Regions from separate parts of the Zea mays genome. Here region 2 is linked to region 1. The links are chromatin contacts, called in public Hi-C maps. All regions are on one chromosome and are shown on one strand. Each heading gives the region's core, a stretch centred on a gene start, on an enhancer-like site or on the middle of the called end of the contact. The rest is flanking DNA. Distances are from core to core; before and after follow the strand shown. Region 1 overlaps LOC100282385 (ubiquitin carboxyl-terminal hydrolase 6). Region 2 holds the start of LOC100192671 (F-box protein SKIP8).

What was found. A called contact is a pair of places that touch in the nucleus more often than the background predicts.
Region 2: a Hi-C map of ear shows a contact between it and region 1, with 1.7 times the contacts expected there. The contact joins the promoter of LOC100192671 here to the enhancer-like site in region 1. A contact is called at or near these places in 3 of 25 Hi-C or Micro-C datasets (ear, endosperm and leaf).

Annotation. Positions count from the first base shown.
Region 1 is chr3:232,442,592-232,449,110 of Zm-B73-REFERENCE-NAM-5.0, reverse strand. It overlaps LOC100282385 (ubiquitin carboxyl-terminal hydrolase 6), which reads right to left. Exons shown (of 18, transcript NM_001368950.1): 10 at 6,348-6,456; 11 at 5,863-5,951; 12 at 5,720-5,789; 13 at 5,473-5,553; 14 at 5,312-5,386; 15 at 5,126-5,174; 16 at 4,804-4,923; 17 at 4,643-4,717; 18 at 4,270-4,564. The coding sequence ends at 4,503. Among protein-coding and RNA genes, the nearest start is that of LOC100282385, 9.6 kb to the right of the region's middle. Within about 2 kb of position 3,855, at least 6 of the 20 cell types and tissues checked have an H3K27ac peak or open chromatin away from gene starts, as enhancers often do. A contact at or near this core is called in ear, where this site is marked.
Region 2 is chr3:232,537,455-232,543,973 of Zm-B73-REFERENCE-NAM-5.0, reverse strand. LOC100192671 (F-box protein SKIP8) reads right to left here and starts at 3,192. Exons shown (of 3, transcript NM_001137879.2): 1 at 2,586-3,192; 2 at 712-908. The coding sequence starts at 2,981.

The DNA.
Region 1 (6,519 bases), core at 2,606-5,105:
CAACCAAGCATTCCTTGATCATCTCTAAGCACCAAGACTCCATTCTCGCGCATTTGATTCTTTGTGATAAGTGACTTGAGCTCTAGTTGAGTAGAGAACTCCCCGCATTGTGTTGTGAGCTCAAGTTGTGGCTTGTGTGCGTGTTTGTGTTCGTGCTTTGAGTCTTGTGTGTGTTGCTCTCCCCTCCCTTACTTCCGTGCATCTTTGTGATCATCAATTGTAAGAGCGAGAGGCTCCAAGTTGTGGAGATTCCTCGCGAACGGGAGATAGTAAAAGAAAGGAAAACACCGTGGTATTCAAGTTGATCATTGGATCACTTGAAAGCGGTTGAGTGCAACCCTCGTCCATTGGGACGCCACAACGTGGAGTAGGCAAGTGCTACTTGGCCGAACCACGGGATAAATCATCATGTCTCTTGTGCCTGTTTTCTTCGTGACCATTGTGTTCCACAAGAGCTCGGTCCTTAGCCACTTGTTTCTATTGAGCTAACACTTAACCAAGTTTTTGTGGCTACAAGTGTTTGATTTTTACAGGATCACCTATTCACCCCCCTCTAGGTGCTCTCAAAAGTTCGATAGAACTTTGACACCTGTCGGCTTTGTTGTGAACGAAGCAGATAAATGTATATACTATCGGTATGGTGGGGCGAGGGAGTAATTTTATGCCTGTATGTTGATGACATTATAATCTTGGGGACGAGTCTTGATGTGATTAAAGAGACAAAAGACTTTCTGTCTAATAATTCTGAAATGAAAGATTTGGGAGAAGCTGATGTTATTCTTAATATTAAGCTACTGATAGAAGGCAATGGTGGGATCACACTAGTGCAATCCCATTATGTGGAAAAGGTTTTGAGTCGCTTTGGTTATAGCGAATGTGAACCTGCACCAACACCTTATGATCCTAGTAAGCTTTTGAAGAAAAATCGAAGGATGTCTAGGGATCAATTTAGATATTCCCAAATAATTAGTTCACTCATGTACTTAGCTAGCACTACGAGGCCTGACATCTCGTTTGCTGTGAGTAAACTTAGCCGGTTTGTTTCAAATCCGGGAGATGATCACCAGCATGCTCTTGAGAGAGTTCTACGCTATCTAAAAGGTACTATGAGTTTAGGCATCCATTATACCGGTACCCAACAGTACTAGAGGGTTATTGTGATGCAAATTGGATATCTGATGCTGATGAGATATATGCCACAAGTGGATATGTGTTTTCACTTGGAGGTGGCGTTGTTTTATGGAAGTCTTACAAGCAGACTATCTTAACGAGGTCGATTATGAAAGCAGAACTCACAACATTAGATACCGCTTCAGTTGAGGATGAGTGGCTTCGTGAACTCCTTATGGATTTACCGGTGGTTAAAAAACCTGTGCCGCCTATTTCTATGAACTGTGATAATCAGACTATGATAATCAAGATAAACAGTTCTAAAGAGGCGTTTAAAATATGTCAGGAAATTGGGAAACTTTAGAGTAATAGCGTTGGACTATGTCCATACGTCTAAAAATCTGACATATCAATTTACTAAGTGGCTATCACGTAGTGTGATAGATAGTGCATCGAGTGAGATGGGCCTGAGACCCACCTAAGGGCTTGTTCGGTTAGCTCTCAATCCATGTGGATTGAGTGGGATTGGATGGGTTTAAATCCCAAGCAAGTCAAAGTTCTTTTAAATTTTTTCTAATCCCATCCAATCCATATATAATGGGAATAACCGAACAAGGCCTAAAGTTTATCATAGTGGTAACCTGTTCTATGTGATCGGAGATCCCGTGAATTAGAATGGTGAAACAAGCTAGTGGTAGATTGAGAGGAAAGACCCTTAATAAGGTTTATTTCATATGCACATCTTTCTTTACTTACTGTAAGGTAGGTTGGTGTTTACACCTTAATATGTTCTAAGTGGCTTTGTGAAGCAAAGATGTTGTCCTACAGAACATCTTTAGAGGGTGTTCATAAACAGTCACAATTTATGAGATATGTGTGGTCTTTAGATACCCATGAAAGGCTATGGAGTTTGACTTATATGCTCCAACCAGAGAGGATGCGCTCGACAATCTAGTACTAGTAAAGAGTTTAGATGAAACTTATTCCACGCAAAACTGCCAATTCAAGGCCTAGTTCATTGTGTAGTTGTGGTCAAGCGTAGTCTAGATTTTAGGTGGATGTTTAACTTAACAGTCTCCATCGAAACACCAGTATATCAAACGTTTGAGATGATGAGAGCATTTTAGTGTGACTTAACATTTGGTGGAGATTGTTGAATTAATGTGGGTCTGGCCTAAATTAATATTCAATAATAGTCAATGTTAAAGGTCCACTTTAATGCTATGGTGTACTAGTACTTTAGTACCATACCGGAAGTTCAAGTGATAATTCAACCAACTTAAATAGATGGACCATTGCTGCATCTATTGAGAAGATGAGAAAGGGATGAAGGACTGCCACACGAGCGCGCGTCGCCGACCGGGTCGAGCCAAGGCCGTGGTAGATCAGACCATGGTCCGAATATTCCTTACTCTGGTGGCGACCGTTAGTATCCGTTGGCCTCCCTCTGTGCGTGTATATATACGAAGGAGGTGGGGCTGCTTCCGGTGACGACAGCACGTACGAACACCAAACAGTCTCAGATGCGTTGCACACAGCCATTCTCGTCCCACCTTCTGCGAGCATAGAGAGTGTGAGAGCGTAGGCCTCCGAAATCGTCGTCCGCAGAGCTACACTTGCACGGGTGTGCGGGCGATCAGGTTTTTGGGGAGCGTACTCTCGACCGCTCGCTTCGTACGCTCGACTAACGCTGATCAGGTTCCTCGTCGCCGGCGCCGTTCGAGGGACTACACTGCATACATCTGCTTGCATCGACTGCGTACGACTACATCAAACATACATACGAGATGTCTCGTGTGAATGGAGCCACTAATGCATTGAGCATCGGTCCCTTAGACGAAGAGCGGTTTGGGGACATAGAAATAGATACACTGCTTGTATATGTTGATACAAACATTATAATAACCTACTAGGAAAGAAAATAGACTGCTTGTACACACGTACTAGTAAAATGCATGTGCGCTGCGATATCAAATAATCATATTTTATACCTATAAAAAATAAATTTAATATTAAAGTAAAGATAATGTCCGCATATCTAATATTAAACTGATAAGAATAAATATTGCACTTTATCTTAGTCAAAAAGTTAAGAAAAGTATAAGTTAAAAGGAGCTCGACCCCCTTTTTTTAATAGCTTGCTTGGTCGCTCGTTATGCTTCAGCTAGCTCTGAGTTGCATATGGCTTCATGTTGAGCTTCAATAGTTTCTCATAGTCTATCTATGGTGTAACGTACCATAAAATCAATTGCATCATAAAATTAATAGGACCAAGGAACCAACCACTGAGCTGACCATGAGTTGAAATGGGCTCGCGCACGCTTAACAGAGTTGATCGGGACCATGAGTTAAAATGGGCTCACGCACGCTTAACGGAGTTCATCGCCAGCAGTCTATAGCGCGTATCAACAAATATCCAGTCATTCAATATTATTAGGTTTACTTCAGCCATTTAAAGTTGAAGAGTTTACTTCAACGTACAACAAAAACAAATATTCAATTATTTAATATTTACTAAATAATTCATCGTATTAAAAAATTTATAAAGAATAAATATTCACCAATTTAAAGTTTACTTCAACCATTTAGAAATAAACATTCAATAATTCAAACTGATGATGGTGCTGCTGCGATGGATGAGTGGAGACTCGATAACAAGAAATTGCGGACATTGGGTTAGCGCGGGTCAACGTGGCGGTGGATTGGGCTAGATGCCTATATCGGAGCAAAGTTGGCTAATTGCACATGGGTAATAATGGTTCCAACAAAAGCTTAGCAGGACGCGCGAGCGACGCAGAGGAAACAGTTGGATGTGCTGACATGCAGGTGTGATTCAGTGGGATTTTAATTAGGCGGACTCCGCACACACGCCACTAATGCAAGCGTATGCTTATCTGATTCCAAAAGGAGTATGTAGCCTGATAACACATTGGATTTGGGAGGTCGGCTATGCCCTAAGTCTAAGTCTACTATGTAAATTATCTGAACTCAAGCATACCTATAGTTAAATTGAATTGAGTAATTGATAGAAATCAGAAAGTAAAGCTTGTGGTATAAACTTTTGTTTGTTACATAGGCTCTAGTTTTGATTTTTTTTTTTTAAATACACTATTATTAGGAAGACACGGATGAAACCACTTGGCGCAAATCAATCAGATTCACTGTCAAGGCAGAAGCTTTCCTCTGAATTTCTTTGTTCTATATTTTGACAACACAAAATGTACTAGATTTGAAATCCTAAAAATACATATCCCAGTGAATAATGGCCAACCGCATTGAAGCAAATTCGACAGTAACCACTTTACGAACTGGAAAAAATAATTACCATGATCACTCATGGGCAGAAAAACTAATGTTGCGTTCGCGGCACAGAAATGTAGAACCACTCCGGCCTAACTCTTCAACTCCGCCATGCGGGCTTTGTATAGGCAGATATAAGCCATGTGCCAGTCACCTGTATAGACAAACACTGGTCTGCGTTAAAATCGTTCATGACATAATATTTCATTTGACGTGTAAGACGGTTGCTCACCTCCACCAGATAGTTTCAAAATGTCTTCCTCCTTGCGGATGTTTGGGTTGTCATCATCAAACTCGATCCATTTTCCTGGTGGTCGATATGAAATTTCAGTGACTAATAATAAAGTGAAACAGTTGATTACCGTAACTAAGCTGTAATACTGATTGACTGACCGTCATCTTGCTTTACCCAGCCAACATAGTGGCCAGAGTCTGCACTTCTTCCCTTGTGTGTCAAGACAGCAACCAAATCATAGACGCCAGTTAATTGTTTCTTTGGTAGAGAAGACTCAGCTGCATTTAACACATGAGCAAACTAAGTTTAGAAGCTAGTAAGATAACACTAGCAGTGTCCTCGATCATTACAGCCTTACAGGTAGAGGGTCAAACTTTCTGGATCTTAAAAATATAATCCCAAGAAATAAAGTTTGACAACAAGGCAAGGCAATCGCACACTTCTATCATTACAAAATGAGGGCAGAAACAAACAACTTGCCTTTGTCAATGTCCATACTGGATGATTCCCCAGCGCTACTGGATGATCCCTGAAATGAAATGCCCTAATTGCATGACAATGGATTGAAGACCCAAACAGAAAGCTTAATGTGACAGTTGATCCATTTATTTCTTCACAGCTATTACTGATGATTCAATGATACCCTGAGTACAACACAACCATTACCTCATTTTCTTTAAAGCCGCTAGCTTTCCCTTGTGCTTTCAATCCAAACTTTGCATTTTCTGCATCTCTCAGCATCTTTACGTGCAAATTGAGCATCCAAAATCAATACTGGAACAATAATGTTGACAACTCAAAACTGAATAGTGAAAAGAGAAAGCTACCTGCCGAGGTGCTTGGAGTTTCTGTTTCAGTTCATCAGAGCAAAATTCATAAACATCCAATTCCAGTGGGTAATCAACTTTCTGTAAATTAAAAAAATCACAAAAGAGAAATACTTTAGCAAATAAGGTAAAACATGTCCAACTCCATACTAGTACAGACGAAAATGACAAGATTCCATACAAAACCCAGTTGCTATAATCATCAAATCATTGTTCAAGAGGAAGGGAATAGAACAAACTAACGTACTCGTAAAATCTTTGCCTTTTGGTTTGATTCCCTTTTCCAAAAGAAGCGAACGAACTGCACAGTCAAGTACCTAAAGGAAGGAATATTACTTTTTTTGCTGTATTAACGAGGACAAGTGAAATGCAAAGATTTAATGTACTTGCCTAGGCAGCTCATTTATTCTTGATTCTCTAGTATAAACTGCAGTTCGACCCAGTGTAGGTGAAGCTTTCTCAAGTTCTGTCTTCAAGCCCTGTACAAAGAAAATGTGAATGATTAAAATATTTCATCTTATGAAAATTCAGAAGGAAGTCTGTAGAAACTAATGTGACTGGACATGACAAGCAATATTCTATTTTACTCTCCCTTTCCCCTCAATACCCACATGGAAGAAACAAGAACAGCACAAAATGCAACAGCACCCAACTCCTTCAATGCATCAATAACAAAAAAAAGGTTCTTGGAGGTGATTGATCGTGTCACTTTCATTTTAGGAAAGAACGGAGGAGGCTGGTTATATTTGCAGGTTATTAACTAGATTGTCTAACTTCACTTTTACAAATTTGAAGTTTCAGATATATATACCTGAAAAAACATGCTATAAAACTTGGGATACAACATAGCATGGGAGCGGCACAACATTACTTACATGCTTAATTCCCTCATGAAGATGGTTCACATCTTGAGATATATGACACTTAAGGGAATATACTGATTCTGTCTCCATGCTCTCCTCACCACTTTCTGCACAGTGGACCCTGGAAAAAAAGCATTCATCAACAAATATCACAAGTTCACGGCGATCATTTCATATTTGTTAC
Region 2 (6,519 bases), core at 1,943-4,442, 96 kb before region 1:
TGCTTCTCCACCAACAATTCATGTGTGCATGTTAGCCTTGTCTTATATGCTGTGTCTAAGCAACCAGGATTCATAGTGTATGTGTTCTTTTTCTGAAGAACTATCAGCAATGTCTGAAGAACTTTCAGGAGAGCTTACAGTTTGTACAAGAAAAAAAGTTAATAATTACAGTAATGCATTAATATGTGTGTATATACCAAATAATTCAAGTGTTGACTCAAAATTTCTCTGCTTCTCCACCAGTGCAATGCTCAAAATTTCCCACAACCAGGCTCAGCAGGGCTTCCTATCAGTATCTCTCTAGCAAGTATGATAGTGTATCAATTATCAAACAAATTTACTTCACATCGATCTAACATATGGAATGAGTTAAAATTAATTAGATAATAACCTTATAGCATACTCCATCCATTTCGCAATCCCAGGCCACCCTTAGACTCAGAGCAAGGAGACCTAACATCTATGCTAACGAAGCAATAGATCAAGCACCACTAAATGCACTCCCCTTGGAAAATACGAGTCAAGAAATAAGTGCGTACATGCATTAGTTATTCCTTTCCAAATAAACATCTTGCATTAAAAGTCAACAACATAGGAATCATTTAGTGTACAGGCTTGTAAATAAATCATAGACCATATTGCAAAACAGAAGGATTAGAAACCAGAGAAAAATTGGAACTTTGAATTGATCGCAGTGAAGTCAAGACATACCCAGTGCAGAACTCCCCAGTCGCATGAATACACTTGACATAGTCCGCATTAAGCCAAAAACGGCTCATTGCTGGTAAGGACCCTTCCCTGATAATATTGTAGAACTCTGCATTAAGGTTAATAATGGCTTTTGTAGCCGCATAGTATGCCTTCCATCCATTAGGAGGATTTATAGTACCCTGCTCCACCGTAAAATCCTGAAAGAGTTGATTAACATTACAAGGATGCAAAAGCAAAGTCAGAAATTATTAAACAAATCATTCACTATAACCTCAGGAATTGCTGTTATAAACAGTCCAAGTACACAACTTCACAGTCACATCAAGGAGGAAAGAAAAGAAAAAAAATCCATAGGTTACATCCATAACTTCTTATCCAACTAAAAGCTCATGTAAACTTGTGGCAATCAAGGGTACATCCATACATGTGAATAACACAGAAAACTAACACATAAGTTAAGTTGTGAGCACATTCAGAATGAATGACTGCATGGTAAACAAAAACAGTATTATGATTTGTGAGCAACCAAAAAATCCAGCAAACAAGGGTACATCCGTACATGTGCATAACACAAGCTTTCTTGCTTGTCATAGGCAAGCACATGCCTATCAACATGGGAAGATTATGAAAACACCAGGAAGGATCCAGAAACTGAAACAAAACAAGGTGAAGTCATCACCACGACATATCTGTAAACGTTAAAACGCTAATTAGAAACTGAAACTCTGAAACGTTAAACAATTTGGCCTAAAACAACGTTTTATAGGCATTTAATCGTTCAAAAGTCAAAACTGTAAAACGCAACGTTTTTCATGCGTTTTAGACCTTTAGCTACTTCGGGCCTAGTCCGTTAGCTACTTTTGGGCCCAGGCTAGGCCAGTACCCGCAGCACTCACCCTACTCCTAGAAGCCCGATGGCTAGCAGTGGCATGGCATGTGCTCTGCTCTTTGCTCTCTGCCGCCGCCATCTCAAGGTGTTGCTGCTGCCGTTCGCCACACCATGTGTGCCCTCTCCATCTCCCTCTGTGTTGTGTGCCGCTGAACTGAAGCTGCTCCCTCTCCCTCCGTGCCGTGTGTGCCCTATGCCGCGCAGTCGACGCCGTCCGCGCCGCGCCGCCGCCCCTCTCCCTCCGTGCTGTGTGCACCCTGCACTGTGCAGTCACACTGTTCGCTCCGTGCAGCTGCAGCATTTGAGCGTCCTCACCTCTACGGACGTTCCGTAGCCAGCTCCGCACGTCCGGTGGCTAGCAGCCGACTCCTCTCATCCTCTCTGCCTCTGTTTGGTAAGCTACTAACCTCATGTTATTGTCTGAAATTATGATATATTGATATTTTTCTATATTGTTTAAAACTATGTTTAAACTCGTTTAAACGTTTAAAAGTCAAAACTCCATCCATGAGTGTTTCAACGTTTTGTCGTTTTAATAACCTTGGTTCCTTCAGTTCAGAAATGGGAGTAGATGCCATGGCAAGTTCGGTCATCCCGTGTGACTGATGAGAGACATGGATGTTTTCAATGTCTTACAAAAAAAAAGTTAGTTACTAAGAGAAATTAGCATGGGTTCCAAATAAAAAACATACAAAGGAAAAAAAAATCATATCCCTCCATCGTATTCAACACGAGCTTTCGAGTGAGGTCGTTCCATATCCCAACCCCTAACCTACCCTCTTCGTCCCACGAGGCAAGCACCCTAACGATATAATTGTATGCACCAGAAGAGAGGTAATACACCCAAACCTCAAGACAGTGATGGTCCTATTACGTGCAGTGGAAATAAAGCAGGTATGATAAACTACATTGCCAATCAGACAGTAGTCCAGTCGAGGAGAAGAGTTCAGAGAGGGTTGTGGGAGCATCAGACCCAATAGCACACCTTGTGATACAGTGCCTTCCAGGCGCCATCGTCGTCGGCTGCGCGGCGCATGGCGGAGTTGGTCATGGAGAGACGGCAGAGGCTGGTGTAGTCGAGGTAGCTGAGCGCGTGGGTGGTGATCTCGGGCACGAGCTGCTCCATCATGGAGGGCGCCTCCGGCGGAGCAGGCTCCGGCGCCTTCTTCTTGTTCTCCCCGCCCACGGCCATCTCGCCGTTGGCGGACTTGGCGTCACGGCAGCCGCAGGAAGCGCAGCCGCAGAAGTTGGCGGGAGGGGGTTGGTGCTTATTTGAGGATGCGGGGAACGAGGAGGAAGAGGAGCGGAAGATCCAGACAGCGCAGGCGAGGCAGCAGACGGCGGTGGCACTAGCGGCGATCAGGACTCGGGCGCCGTCCATGCAGATGCGGACATCCAGGTCGCGGGGGCCACGGCGGCGGAGGAAGTAGAGGAGGTCAGGGAGTGGGGGTAGGGTTTAGACGGCATCCCATCACACGGAAGAGGAGGCTAGGGTTTTGTCGTTTGGGTTGGGAGGAGCCGAGATGGCAGATGGGGAATGAGCACGGAGCACGCGGTGGTGGAGGGTGGTTACTGGTTTTCGTTTCGGATCGACGAAGACGAACAGAGAATGGGTTGAGTTGGGCTTGGGCTATTTGCGAAATCGTGGACGCAATCGCCGGATCGGCGTTCGGTTCTGCGAAATCGGCCTAGTTCAGCCTTTTTTTCCCAAACACATAGTTTTTCAGTCCGTTTTTATGAAAATAGTTTAGATAAAAATAGTTCAAAATTAATATAGACATAGAATCGATTAAGTCGTTGTGATAATAGGAATCTTTCAATTTCTACATCATAAACCTTATGAACCCCTTCATCTTACTCATCACATAATTGTTGTAATATTAGAGAAACAAGTGACATGCTTTTATTATACTTAAATATATTAAATATTTTAATTCCAAATAAAATAGGCATATAACTCAAATAAATGTCATATGAAATTATAGCAGCAATGAACAGTAGCAATTCTAAGACATGTGAACATGTAAAATAGCTGTTCAGGTTCATTTCAAAACTAAACATGGCTTGTAGATGAAGAAGGCAGATTAAACACATAAACATAATTGTTTATCTTTTTATATTGCTCTCAAAATAGTGGGTTGCTGTAATAAACAACCCTCCAACGCTAAATGGTGATCAGAGATCCTCGACTAACGTGACAGTCTAATCTTATCAAATCAGGGTTTTATATCAGATGTAATAAGTCTAATAATCAAGTATAAATACTAATAGTAAGGAGTTGTGTAATAAATAAAACAACAGAATTTAACACAGATAAACAGCCTTAACAAATAGAGATATGATTAGGCATAAATAAATACTTGATGCTGAAATTAACAACACACTAAAACCTAGACTGTCACGTTGTCTCACTATACCGCTATTATCATTGAGCAAACAAATCCACCCACAATAGTGCAATCACACCCAATTATATAATACTAGCAGATTGCACAAAATTATTCAATAAATATAGAGATGCAGCGATTAACTCACAACACGTAGATTGTCTATATGGGAAGACCAGCTCAGCGAACACAAGGTTCTGTCCCAGAAAACCAATTCCGCCGCCAATGCACGGCGGGAGGTTGACGGAGATACTAGGGCCGCTGCCGGAGCCGAGGGAGACGTCCACGGCACCAGCCCGAGAAGAAGAACACCGCGCAGCAGGGAGCCCAAGCACCAGGCCACGGTGGACAATAATCAGACGAACAGCACCACACACGTGCATAAGTGGAGCACTGGAACACAGGAGAAACGCACTGCACACTAGCAGCACCACCTCCACCTTCTTTCAATCACCACCAGCGAACCAAACACAAGAACGCCAGGACCGAATGGATCAGTGCGATTGGAACAGAAAACTGGAGAGAGGAACCAGGAACCGGTGTTTTGCTGCATGCTCCTCAGAGGTTGACTGCCCATCCTTTAAGAAGCCAAGAAACGGAGGAGGCAAACGGATTAGCGAGAAGGGCGGGAGATCGAGCCGCAGAAATCGGCGTACGAAGAACGCCGCCGCTGCTGCTCTCAACAACCACCGCCAGCCACCTCCTCTCTATCTCCCGTAAGCCAGCAGAAGCACCGAGGTGCCCTAGCTCCTCCCCAGTCGGCTGGGCTGCTCGGCCTTTTGGGCCTTGAGGTGGCCCAGTCCGGCTGGTCTTATTATTTTTTTAATAAAGGAAAAATCCCCAAATTAACAGCAATCCCCACCATTTTCACTCTTATTTTCTGATCAATGTCATTGAGCTCCCGTACTGTTTATATACTACTTTTCGGCAGAGGTAAGAGTTAGGTTTGAACCAAAGCCTATCCCAGTGTACTCCAACCCTGCACGAGTAAGCGGAGGACTACGCCTTGATCCACAAACCCTAGTGTGAGAATCTTCGCATAAAAGGCACATAGTACTAGGCAGATTATCTGCTTCTCTTACGGGGCAGGGCGTTACGGTCATGCCCTTCAATATCTATTCATGAGCTCACTAGACTGCGACCCCACAGTCAGCTTATATAAGTGAAATCGTTAAGGAAATTCTGTAGGACAATTTCCCTACTTATAGCATTGACTTCATTAAGAGCATATCGCTCAACCTGCCATACAGACAGAGCACAACAGCTAATGAGACTATTTGTCTTTTGTGCTCTTGGTTCCACAGTGCTTCGTTTCCTGGAGCCTAGATCTCGGGACCTCCGGTCACACAAGACAGTTATCCGCAGTTGAAACTGCTAACAGGGTACGAGTCCCATTCCCATGCACGCTGCTTGGATTGGCTTTTGAGCCAGCCCTTTGGTGAAAGGATCAGCAAGGTTCCTTTCAGACTTGATGTAATCTACTGTTATTACACTCGTCTCTCTAGCATGACGATATGAATCAAGTCGTCTTCTGATATGCCTCGAGGATTTTTTGTTGTCCTTTCTACTGTTCACTTTCAGCAACACAGAAGTGTTGTCACAGTATACTAGGACAGCCGGTATCGGCTTTGCTAGCATTGGAAGGTCTAACAATAGGTCTCTAAACCATTCAGCCTCCAATGCTGCTGAATCAAGTGCAACTAATTCAGCCTCCTTGGTGGAACATGTCGACACTAATTGTTTAGACGATCTCCATGACACGGCCTCACCAGTTAAAGTGAACACATAGCCACTTGTAGACTTTATTTGATCCAAGTTAGAGATTCTGTTTGCATAACTGAATCCTTTAAGTACCGACGGAAACTGGTATATTTAATTGAAAGGGAAATGTGCCCTTGGGCCATTTCCAAAGTGTTTTGGTGATTAAGTGTCCAACACATTTTCTCTAAGTGCTAATTTGTGCCAAAGAGTGAAGAAGTGCAAATCATATTACAAGGTACGTTTCTAGACTTAGTACATTGATTTGAGTACTAATGTATTGTGTCTAAGTGTTAGAAACAGGAGAAATTGGTTTGGAATGGAGTTGGCTGTGTACAGCCAAATCCAGCTCGGTCTGGAAGCACCGGACTATCTGGTGGTGCACCGGACAGTGTCCGGTGCGCCAGGCCAGCCTCCGATGAACAGGCCACTCTCGGGACTCGACGGTGGCGTACGACTATAATTCACCAGACTGTTCGGTGGTGCACCGGACTGTCCGGTGAGTCATCCACGACGAAGTCGTCGCTCTCGGGAAACGTTCAACGACGTACGACTATAATTCACCGGACCATCCGGTGAGGCACCGGACTGTCCGGTGAGCCAACGGTCGACTGCGCCAACGGTCGGCCGCACAATCCGCACGCGACGCGTGGGCGCGCCAACGGTCGGCAGGGGGCACCGGACTGTCCGGTGTGCATCAGACAGTGTCCGGTGCGCCAACTGCCGCAAATCTGCAACGGTCGGATGCGCCAGAAAAGGAAGGAGATCGTGCAC